Regions from separate parts of the Gossypium hirsutum genome. Here regions 1 and 3 are each linked to region 2. The links are chromatin contacts, called in public Hi-C maps. All regions are on one chromosome and are shown on one strand. Each heading gives the region's core, a stretch centred on a gene start, on an enhancer-like site or on the middle of the called end of the contact. The rest is flanking DNA. Distances are from core to core; before and after follow the strand shown. Region 1 holds the start of LOC107897877. Region 2 holds the start of LOC107897029. Region 3 holds the start of LOC107897878.

Region 1 (2,961 bases), core at 338-2,837, 200 kb before region 2:
ATTATTAGGAAAAGCTTTCCTACTCCATCTGCATAACAAAATCTAACATCTTCCAAGTTTAAACCTCAATTGACTAAAAAAATTCACCCATTATTTTATAGGTTTTGCTCAATCGCTAAAAGAGGTTTGAATTTCTTTATTATTTGATATGTTTAGATTTTACTATTAATTGATTTTTGATACTTTTATTATTATTTGATTTTAATATACTTGCACAATTCTGAATTTTCTTACTAGTGTTTTAAAATATTATGTCTATCAACTAATAGTTAATAGAAATTAAATAAATGTTGTTAACAGTCATAAGTTAGAAACCTCATTAAAAAAAGAATAATTTATTTATTTATTTATTTTCTTTTGGCTTTTGTTAGACATTATTAGCTTGATTATTAATAAATCATTTTTTTATTTTATAAAAAAGAAAAGAAAAAGAAAATGGTAGGTAATTAATTAATTAATTTTATATGTTTAGATTTTTCACTAATGGCCACTTCTCACTTTTTATTTTATTACTTTTAAAATATGATTTTAATTACTTTAATTAATTTATTGAAATTAATCAAATTTTATTATAAATTAAATTAACACTCAATGAATGAATTTAAAAATAAATATACAAGCCACGTATAATTAGAAACAATTTTACTATTTCAATTAATTGATACCTTAACTTTGGGTTTTGAAAAATTTTAATTCACAAGTAAAACTAAGAAACTTGCATTTCTTTAATTGATTAAAATAATATATGAATCTTGTGTTTTGAAAATATTTCTTTAATTCACAACCATATCCTTATTGAATAAACAATCCAACATAAATATAATACAAACAACAAATTGATTCGGCATTCCACAAACACAACCATATACTAATTATTATATGTGGCGCCTTTTCTTTTCCCGAGATGATCATTCGGATCAGATCGTAATAATAAACCCAAATCAAATCGGCACCCAAACGACGACAATATTTATTCTCTGTTTTTTTTTTTTCTTTCAAACGAATTCCTTGTTAATTTCGTTGGTTAACTTTTGGTTTCTCTTATTCTCACTCCCCAAACAGGAAAAGAAATTGATGAAATTAAGGGGAAATGTAAAATCTGTATCCCAAATCAGTTTTATTGTTAAACGTACTAATAAATTATGAACATATTGATGGACATTGTTGTAATTTCACAGAAAATTAGTGACGTATACGTTGAACAGAAATACGCTCAACGCACCCCGTTAGATCTAACTACTCTTTTTTCTTTTACATCTAAACCGGCACAAACGGCGGAACTAACGACGCCGGCTCATAACAAAACGGAGCCGCTGTATGCTTCCACATTTTAGGATCAAGCTTTTCAGGCTCCTTAGTCTGGCTGTGTCGCAGCTGCTCTTGACGCGATGGATCTTCCCGTCTCTCAGCTATCCTTCGATCGATCGAGGGAGGCGAAGGAACTAGAGGTGATAAGAGAGGGATCGCAACGTTCCAGCTAGAAACTGGACTAATCTGTAAGGAAGCCGGTGCACGCCGTTGAAGTCGACTGAGCTGCCGCTGATTACCGCCGTTGATGAAGGAGGTTTTCCTCGATGTAGTCGACATGAATGAGAGGTGAAATCTGACGGTTTTGGTGATTTATTTAATATGTGAGTGAGAAAATTAGTTTTTTTTGTTTTCTAAGAGCAAAAAAGATGGAGAGTTTCTGTTGCGAGTAGGGAGTTTATAAAGGGAGGAGGGGAACCGTTGTCTAGCGCACGTGAAAAGGTTGGCTTAGCTTAGCTGTCAGTTAACATATGAGCTTGGCTTTTTACAGCCACACCAGATTTGTTCCATTTTTTTACCTTGACCTTCCTCTTTTTTTTTTTTTTTTTGAGCTTTGGGAAATTTGTTGGTTTTTCTTTTCCTTTTTTTGACCGAATATTGCTTTATTGGTTTGATTTTTCTTTAACATTCCCTTTCTAGTTTCCACTGATTATAGTTTTTTATAATGTGACATTTGTTATTTATATTTTATAAAGTGTTAGAATTTGGTATTTAGTGTTAAAAATGTTAGTGAATTATTATTAGCTAAAAAAATTGTCATGTAGAATTTTTTTTTTAAATTATTAAGTTTGCATGAATCATATAACATTATGAAAAAAATAAAATAAAACAAAAAATTAATTAAATTAAATTAAAAGCAAATAAATAAACATATAGTAAATAAAAAAATAAATACTGAACTTATATAAGCAACACATCATTTCCCCACTTAGATCATCTTTTCCGGAAAAAAAAAACTTTCATTTCAAATACTATTTTTAGTTTGTTTTTAAATAATATTTTTTATATTTTCATGTAAGCTTAATATTTATTCTTTTTATTAACTATATATTTAGTTTTTTTTAATTCAACTTTTATTTAGTTTTTCACGTAATGTCATATTATCTTTATGGACTTGATGATTTGGAAAAAAAAATTAGGTGTTAAATTTTCATTGATTGATTTAGCAATTCACTAACGATGTTAACACCAGGTACCATAATAAAATATATATTGATAATTCAAGTAGCACATTGGATATTTTCAAAGGTATCATAATAAACTAAATATTGGACATTTTATAAAAGAACAAGTACAATAATAAAACATATATTGATAGCTCAAGTACCATATTAAATATTTTTAAAGTACAAGTATCACAGTGAACATTTTATAAAAGTACACGTACCAAATATGATATTATCCCTAGTTTTTTTAAAAATAAGATTTGAATTAATATATATGGTATTATAATTTTTAAAAAAGTTATAATTAATTAACTATACTAATAATTTCAATTAGAATCAATAAATCAACTCAACTCAAACTAACTAATTAAACTCAATTAATTAGTTCACACATAATTTTTATAAGGTAAAATTTGAAATTGAACGCTTAAAGTTTTTATAACATCCCGCACCTACCCCAGTATATAGTATGAGTGGGAAATGTTAC
Region 2 (3,182 bases), core at 639-3,138:
ATATGATGTGCCCTTGTATTGGTATAGAGTGATCTTATGCAGGTAATGTAAGTAAGGGTGGCAAAGAGACTTGGTAAATAGTCTTATTTTGTCAACACAGGTAGGCACACGGGCGTGTGTCTAGGCCGTGTGTGACATAGGCTAGCCCCATGGGCGTGTTGTCCGGCCGTATGTTCCCTACACGTAAAGTTTACAAGTTAGTATGCATGATAGTAAACACATAAGCAGAGACACGGCCATGTGTCTCAGCTGTGTGAAGGGCACGGCCTAGCACACGGGCGTGTGCCTTAGCCATGTGACCCTTAAGAATTGCTGACATCAGAAACAAAATGTCCAGGTTTTTGCACACAGGCTAGGACACGGGCGTGTCATAACTGTGTGAAAGACACAGGCCAGGGACATGGGCGTGTGCCAGGCTGTGTGAAAACTTCTGTAGGTGTGAATTTAGAATTAATTCCACACGGGTGAGGGACACGGGTATTCCCTGTATTGCTTAGGTTGTTTGAGTCACACAAGCCAACAGCACGACCATGTCTATTTGGCCACACAGGCATATTGCCCTTCCCACACGGGTGTGTGGCCCTGTGTCAAGTGTCATTTTTCTAAAGTTGACTAAAGAACTCGAGTTGACTCCGAATGATTTTCGATGTGTATTTTGGGCCTCGTAGGCCCATATTAAAGACATGTTGATAAGCTTGAGAAAGATTTAAATTTGTCCAAGTCTTACAGACTCGAAATTGGTCGTAAGTATGAGTTTAAGTTAGGTAACGCCTCATATTCCGTCCCAACGTAGGATACGGGTATGGGGTGTTACAAATTTATTTATTCATTGTTCAAATAAATAAAAAATAGTTACATGTTTATTAGAATATGGACACATTTCCTAACAGTGTCTAGCGAAAATGACATATTACAATGGAAACAAACCCCATGATTTCCTGAGAATGGGTTGTACACATGGTAATAAATGAAAGTGCATTCATGTGTATAAATGAGAGACAATGCAAACTACATGTATGTTACACGCACTAAAGCCAAAATGATTCAAATTTAAAAAAATCCCAGCGAACATTTTGAACTTAGTTGACACATGGCAATGTCTAGAGGCAAGTTACTTTATAACCTCTCTTTGGACTAGATGGCAATTTTTATACCCCCAACCTCTCGAGCATAACCCATCGAGGATTAATGCCAACACCTCGTAGAATACCCCAGAGTGCCACTCCTCGAAAACTAGGCCCACTCATCGGAGCAAGTACCATACCTTGGAAAAATTCCTAACATACCACCTCTTAAAGCACCAAATGTGCTAACTCCTTTCCCAACACCTCATTTAGAAATGATATGAGAACTCTTTGAGAACTGCTCGATCTAGGCACACTTGTACATACGATACATATATTAAATATAACTCTTATAAAAAAATATAGAAGCATACTATACATATATTTACATAGAATATTATATTATTAATACACATTTTTCTTCAAAAACATTAATACAAGACACTCACATATTCATATATAATTTTATGATTGATTAACTTTTATCAAAATTGTTAAATTAAATGGTATGAAATTTACTCTTCATTAAACAGTTTTGCAAATATTGATTAGAAAGCCGAGGTATTAGAAAAAGGAAACCTTTTCTGAAAGGAAAGATAATTCCTCCAAATGACAACTTCAAATCTAAGATTAAAACATTAATTATAGATCAATCTCACCTAATTAGACCTTTTTTTTAACACCGAGAATTTCCTTTTGGCTTTTCCCAAAACCACATTCACTCAATTCACATCCAAATTTCACAAAATGGACCCCAAAACAGGACCGGCGGCAAATTTGAAGGACTTTAAAAAGTTAAAAACACGTCTCAGGATGGCAACGATCGTCAATTACAACGAACCACAGGGAAATTTCCGTACATAAACTAAAAAAGAAGACTCAACTCGCTTTCTACTCTCGTCCACGTCACGTCACGCGCCTTCCGAGTCTAAAACCAACGAATTTGATTGGTCAAAAGGACGTGTTCCATCCCTAATTCCGCGAGTATAAAGACAGCCTCCTACTTGCTCTCCAACATCGTTTTTACACTGATCTCTCTCTCTCTCTATCTTTATAAAAAAACCTCCGGCTATTGGGGTTTTTGGTTTCGTAGATTCGTTTCGCTTCATTTTTGTCTCGTTTTAAACAGTAATTTCCTTCTTTTTTTTTCATTTTTTTCTTGGAATTTTTGAAGTGTTTAATAAAAAAAAATGGCGTTAGTTTCATTCGTCGGGAGGGTTCTTTTCGCTTCAGTGTTCATCCTCTCTGCTTGGCAAGAGTAAGCCTTTCTTCAGATCTGCACTTTATCCTTTCTTCTTTGTTATTTTTTAAAATAATAGAACCTGTTTTGTTCTATTGAAAAACGAAGTAACAATATGATGTATAGCCTGGATCTGAATGCGGATTTTGGAACTTGAGAGCTCTTATGAATGTCTAAAGGTTTGTTTGAACTTTAATTAATGATGATTTATTGCTCGTTCTCTCTCATTAAAGAAGAGGATGATTAACTGTGGCGTTTTATTTAAACAGATCTTGTTTTTAATAATGTTGCTAGCTTTATTTAGAGAGCCAGTGCAAATTAAGGTGGTGTTAAGAGTAAAATTTTAAATATGTATTGCTGATCTGGCTTGCTAGAATTGCTTAGATGTTTAATTCTTGGGGCTGCTATATGTATAGGATATAAGTGTTTATGATATAATAAATCTTTTATTTAAGTTCTAGATCTCATGAATATCATAAATTTTATAATGGTTGTTGGTTGGCAGTTAATATGTTGTATAAATGGTATCTGTTTATCTAATTATGCATGAAAATTATTCACAGTCGCATGTGGGGTTTTGAAGTTGAATTGCGAGTCTTTTAAAGAATGAAAATCCTTAGTTCTACTCATTTGCGTAGGGGCTTGCGGAGGCAATGGTGTAAATTTTTAGCATTATTATTGTGCTGAAGGAAATATCTATCTATCTATCTATCTTTTCCCATGTAACTTACATTAGCTAAAACATATGTATTAAAGAGTTGTAGAACTGGCTTTTTATTTTTTTTCTTTTTAATCACAAGTGAGCTGTTTTCTACCTTAAGCTTATATTTATTGTATTTTGTAAATCTGGACTACCATAGGTTCTGTCATGCTTGTCT
Region 3 (3,109 bases), core at 484-2,983, 150 kb before region 2:
TAGAGAAGTGGTGTGCTAACCAACAAGTAGACAAACTATGACAAAAGAAAAAGACAATTAAATGAGACATAAAAGTAGAATCAGAAGAAACTCTTCACTGCAGTTTCAAACTTCCTTTTAAGTCCAAATGTAATTGAAATAATAATCGGAATGAAATGAAATTCTAACCAGGAGTAAGGCTCCGAATCCATGGCCAAATACAAACAGAATAGCACCTAGTCCTTTCAAAATGATGGCAGTTGCGACTAATTGTCTAACCTGTATGAAAAAGTCGCCTTTTAAGAAAACAAAAGTACAACTCGAGCAAACCATACTAACACAAACTGAATATACAAAATAATAAAGAAATTCATTACAACAAATACAAAATAAATTTCTTACTTCGATATCTGGCAAATTTACATGGAGTTGAGATGATATATGTTTCTTAGCAAGATCAAGCTTTGGTATCAACTCCTTTGCTGCAGGCCCGCCATCAACCCCAAATTCATTGAACCTGCCAACATGTTGAACATCTACTAAAATATCTTTAGTGTTTAAAACACGGGTGCTAGCCGAGCTCTTTACACAGTCTATCTACGAATACAAATTATAATCGTACGAGAAAAGACTCAACAACTATATAGCAACGGCACAGTTAGACTCAGTACAGGGGTAGTTACTGAAATTACAACATCAAAACCAGAATTGTGAGAATAGAATTTCAGCAAAGCATTGAGAAATTCAGGGTTTTGGTTATTGAATCAACTGCTTGATTATACAAATGACAAATATCTATCGCCTCATATCTATTACCACTTCATGATACCCGAATTCATCTTCTTCTCAGAATATGGCATTGCCTACACAAAAAATATTGTCCAGGAAGTACTTAAATGATGCTACCCTATCCACTAAAACTAACCATCCAGTTCTGCATTTGGAAATATTATGTCTATTCAACAGAAAATAAAGAAAAAAATAAAGGTTTTTCATACCATTTCTATATCACGGCAACTAATAACATTTAAACTATTAAGTATAAACACACTTTTTCTTAAAAGAAAAAATCTCACATCGACTCCAAACTCCTCAGATTTAAAATCTTGAAAAGCGAACCACATCCTCAACGAAATTCATCACTAACAAGAGTTACAAATTAAGGAAAATAATGCAACAGTACCCAAATACTAACAAACTTGGCACAAACAATTTTTTTTAAAGGAACAGATCTGAATAATAAACATATTTCTTAAACAACCCAACAAATAGAATAAAGAGATCCAAAACAATAAAGAAAGAGTGATTACATTTGCCAAGCGGAGAGGATGAAAATAGAAGCAAAGAAAACTCGTCCGGCGAATGAAGCAAAACCCATTGGTTTTTCCCCCTTTATCTTCTTACCACTTGGTTTCAAGCGAAAAGACAAATACAGCGAATTTCAGGGTTCTCCACACTGTTTCGAGCGAAAAACAGTGTTAAGAGAGCAGATTTCAAGGTTTAGTTTCTCCCAAGAAGCAAGTAAGAAAGGGATTTTTTTTTTTTTGAGAAGAGGGGGGGGGGGGGGCTGGATTTGGCTTTGTGGTCGGGATCTTGATAGGTCAATTATTCATAAATTACAAAGAAATTAAAAGGAGAAAGTAATAAAATTTAAGGATATTTATTGAAGTGAGATGAACACGGAAGACATGAATCAAGATCCGACTCTTCACGACACTATTACTATTTTAGTAGTTCCCTACTTTTGGGTTTGAATTTTAGCTTTATTACTCTTTTACCATTTATAAAGGCTTAATATCATAGTTATCCTTAACTAAACCGACCCAGCTAGGGTATTTATATTAAGAAATACTTTAGATTGGTTGACCGATCTAATTGAAGCAAATTAAAAATTGACTAAACAAATTTTTAAATTTTTTAGATATATATTTTATATTTTTATAAATATTTTATAATTTATCTAATTTAATCGAATTGATTGGACCAACGAACTACTAATCTGACCAGTTTGACCATTAGTCCAGTTTTATAAACATTTCTTAATACATCATTTGGTATTCAATTTTTTTTAATAATAAACAACTTTTGCCATTCAAATTTTGGGTAAAAGATGGTTACAATCTATTTTGATATATATAATGTAATACTTCTATTTTTTTATTTAATGTGGTACTTGTATTTTTATAAAAATCATACATTTTGATACTCAAAATAATGATATTAATTTTTTAGTATTTAATTTATATTTTAAAGCGAATAGCATAACGGAGGAGTGATTAAGCTCTATGTTGACATCCAAATACTAGGGTGCAAACCGTGTGGTCGTTATCCCCCTTCCCCTATTTATAATTTGTACCTAAAAATACTTTTTAAGATTGATTTAATGAAAATTTATAATTAGTTAATAACAAATAATTTTCATTAAATCAACTTAAAATTAAAAAAAATCATAATTAATACTAAATTTATTCTATTAATAAATCATGAAAATTCAATCCTAATAATATTATCAATTTTTTTTCGTCAAATCAATTCTATAACTTGAATTAAACACAAGTATCATATTTAAAATATATATCACAATTGAATATCAAACCATATATTAAACCCTTTTATTCACTAGAAATAAGAATTTAAAATTCTTATAGACCAAATGAGACTCTGGCAAAGAGTAAAGCTTTGAAATTTTAATATCTCATGTTTGACTAGTAACTTATGTGTAGATTTTAAATTGGATTCAAATATATTCAGGTTATTAGTTATATTGTGTTCTATAATGTTTAATTTTGATTCAATTAACTCATATCATATATCATATCATATAATAAGGCACAAAAATTATATTGTGATAAATAGTGAATCTTTAATATTTTAATTATTTATAAAATTATTTTAAATAATATATTAACTTTCCTATAATTAATATATTATTTAAATTATTAATATTGTAACACCGCTAAAATTAGGTGGTTAGAATTTTAAATTTTTCATTAATTATATCTTAACATTAGTAGTTAAGAGTTTAATAAAATTTTTAGAAGAACCAAGGTTCAAATCCTACATTTTTCACTTTTCCCTTTTATTTTTCTGCACTTAAAGAACCAAGGTTAATTAGCTTATGTATTATTTG

Evidence for each region. A called contact is a pair of places that touch in the nucleus more often than the background predicts.
Region 1: a Hi-C map of leaf shows a contact between it and region 2, with 2.7 times the contacts expected there. The contact joins the promoter of LOC107897877 here to the promoter of LOC107897029 in region 2. A contact is called at or near these places in 3 of 34 Hi-C or Micro-C datasets (anther and leaf).
Region 3: a contact with region 2 is called in a Hi-C map of fibers, with 2.7 times the contacts expected there. The contact joins the promoter of LOC107897878 here to the promoter of LOC107897029 in region 2. A contact is called at or near these places in 15 of 34 Hi-C or Micro-C datasets (anther, callus, fibers and 3 more).

What each region holds. Positions count from the first base shown.
Region 1 is chrA10:35,449,239-35,452,199 of Gossypium_hirsutum_v2.1, reverse strand. It overlaps LOC107897877, which reads right to left and starts at 1,587. Exons shown (of 1, transcript XM_016823461.2): 1 at 1,258-1,587. The coding sequence starts at 1,587. The coding sequence ends at 1,258.
Region 2 is chrA10:35,249,205-35,252,386 of Gossypium_hirsutum_v2.1, reverse strand. It overlaps LOC107897029, which reads left to right and starts at 1,888. Exons shown (of 5, transcript XM_016822357.2): 1 at 1,888-2,322. The coding sequence starts at 2,255.
Region 3 is chrA10:35,401,686-35,404,794 of Gossypium_hirsutum_v2.1, reverse strand. LOC107897878 reads right to left here and starts at 1,733. Exons shown (of 5, transcript XM_016823462.2): 1 at 1,290-1,733; 2 at 382-496; 3 at 169-258; 4 at 1-35. The coding sequence starts at 1,357.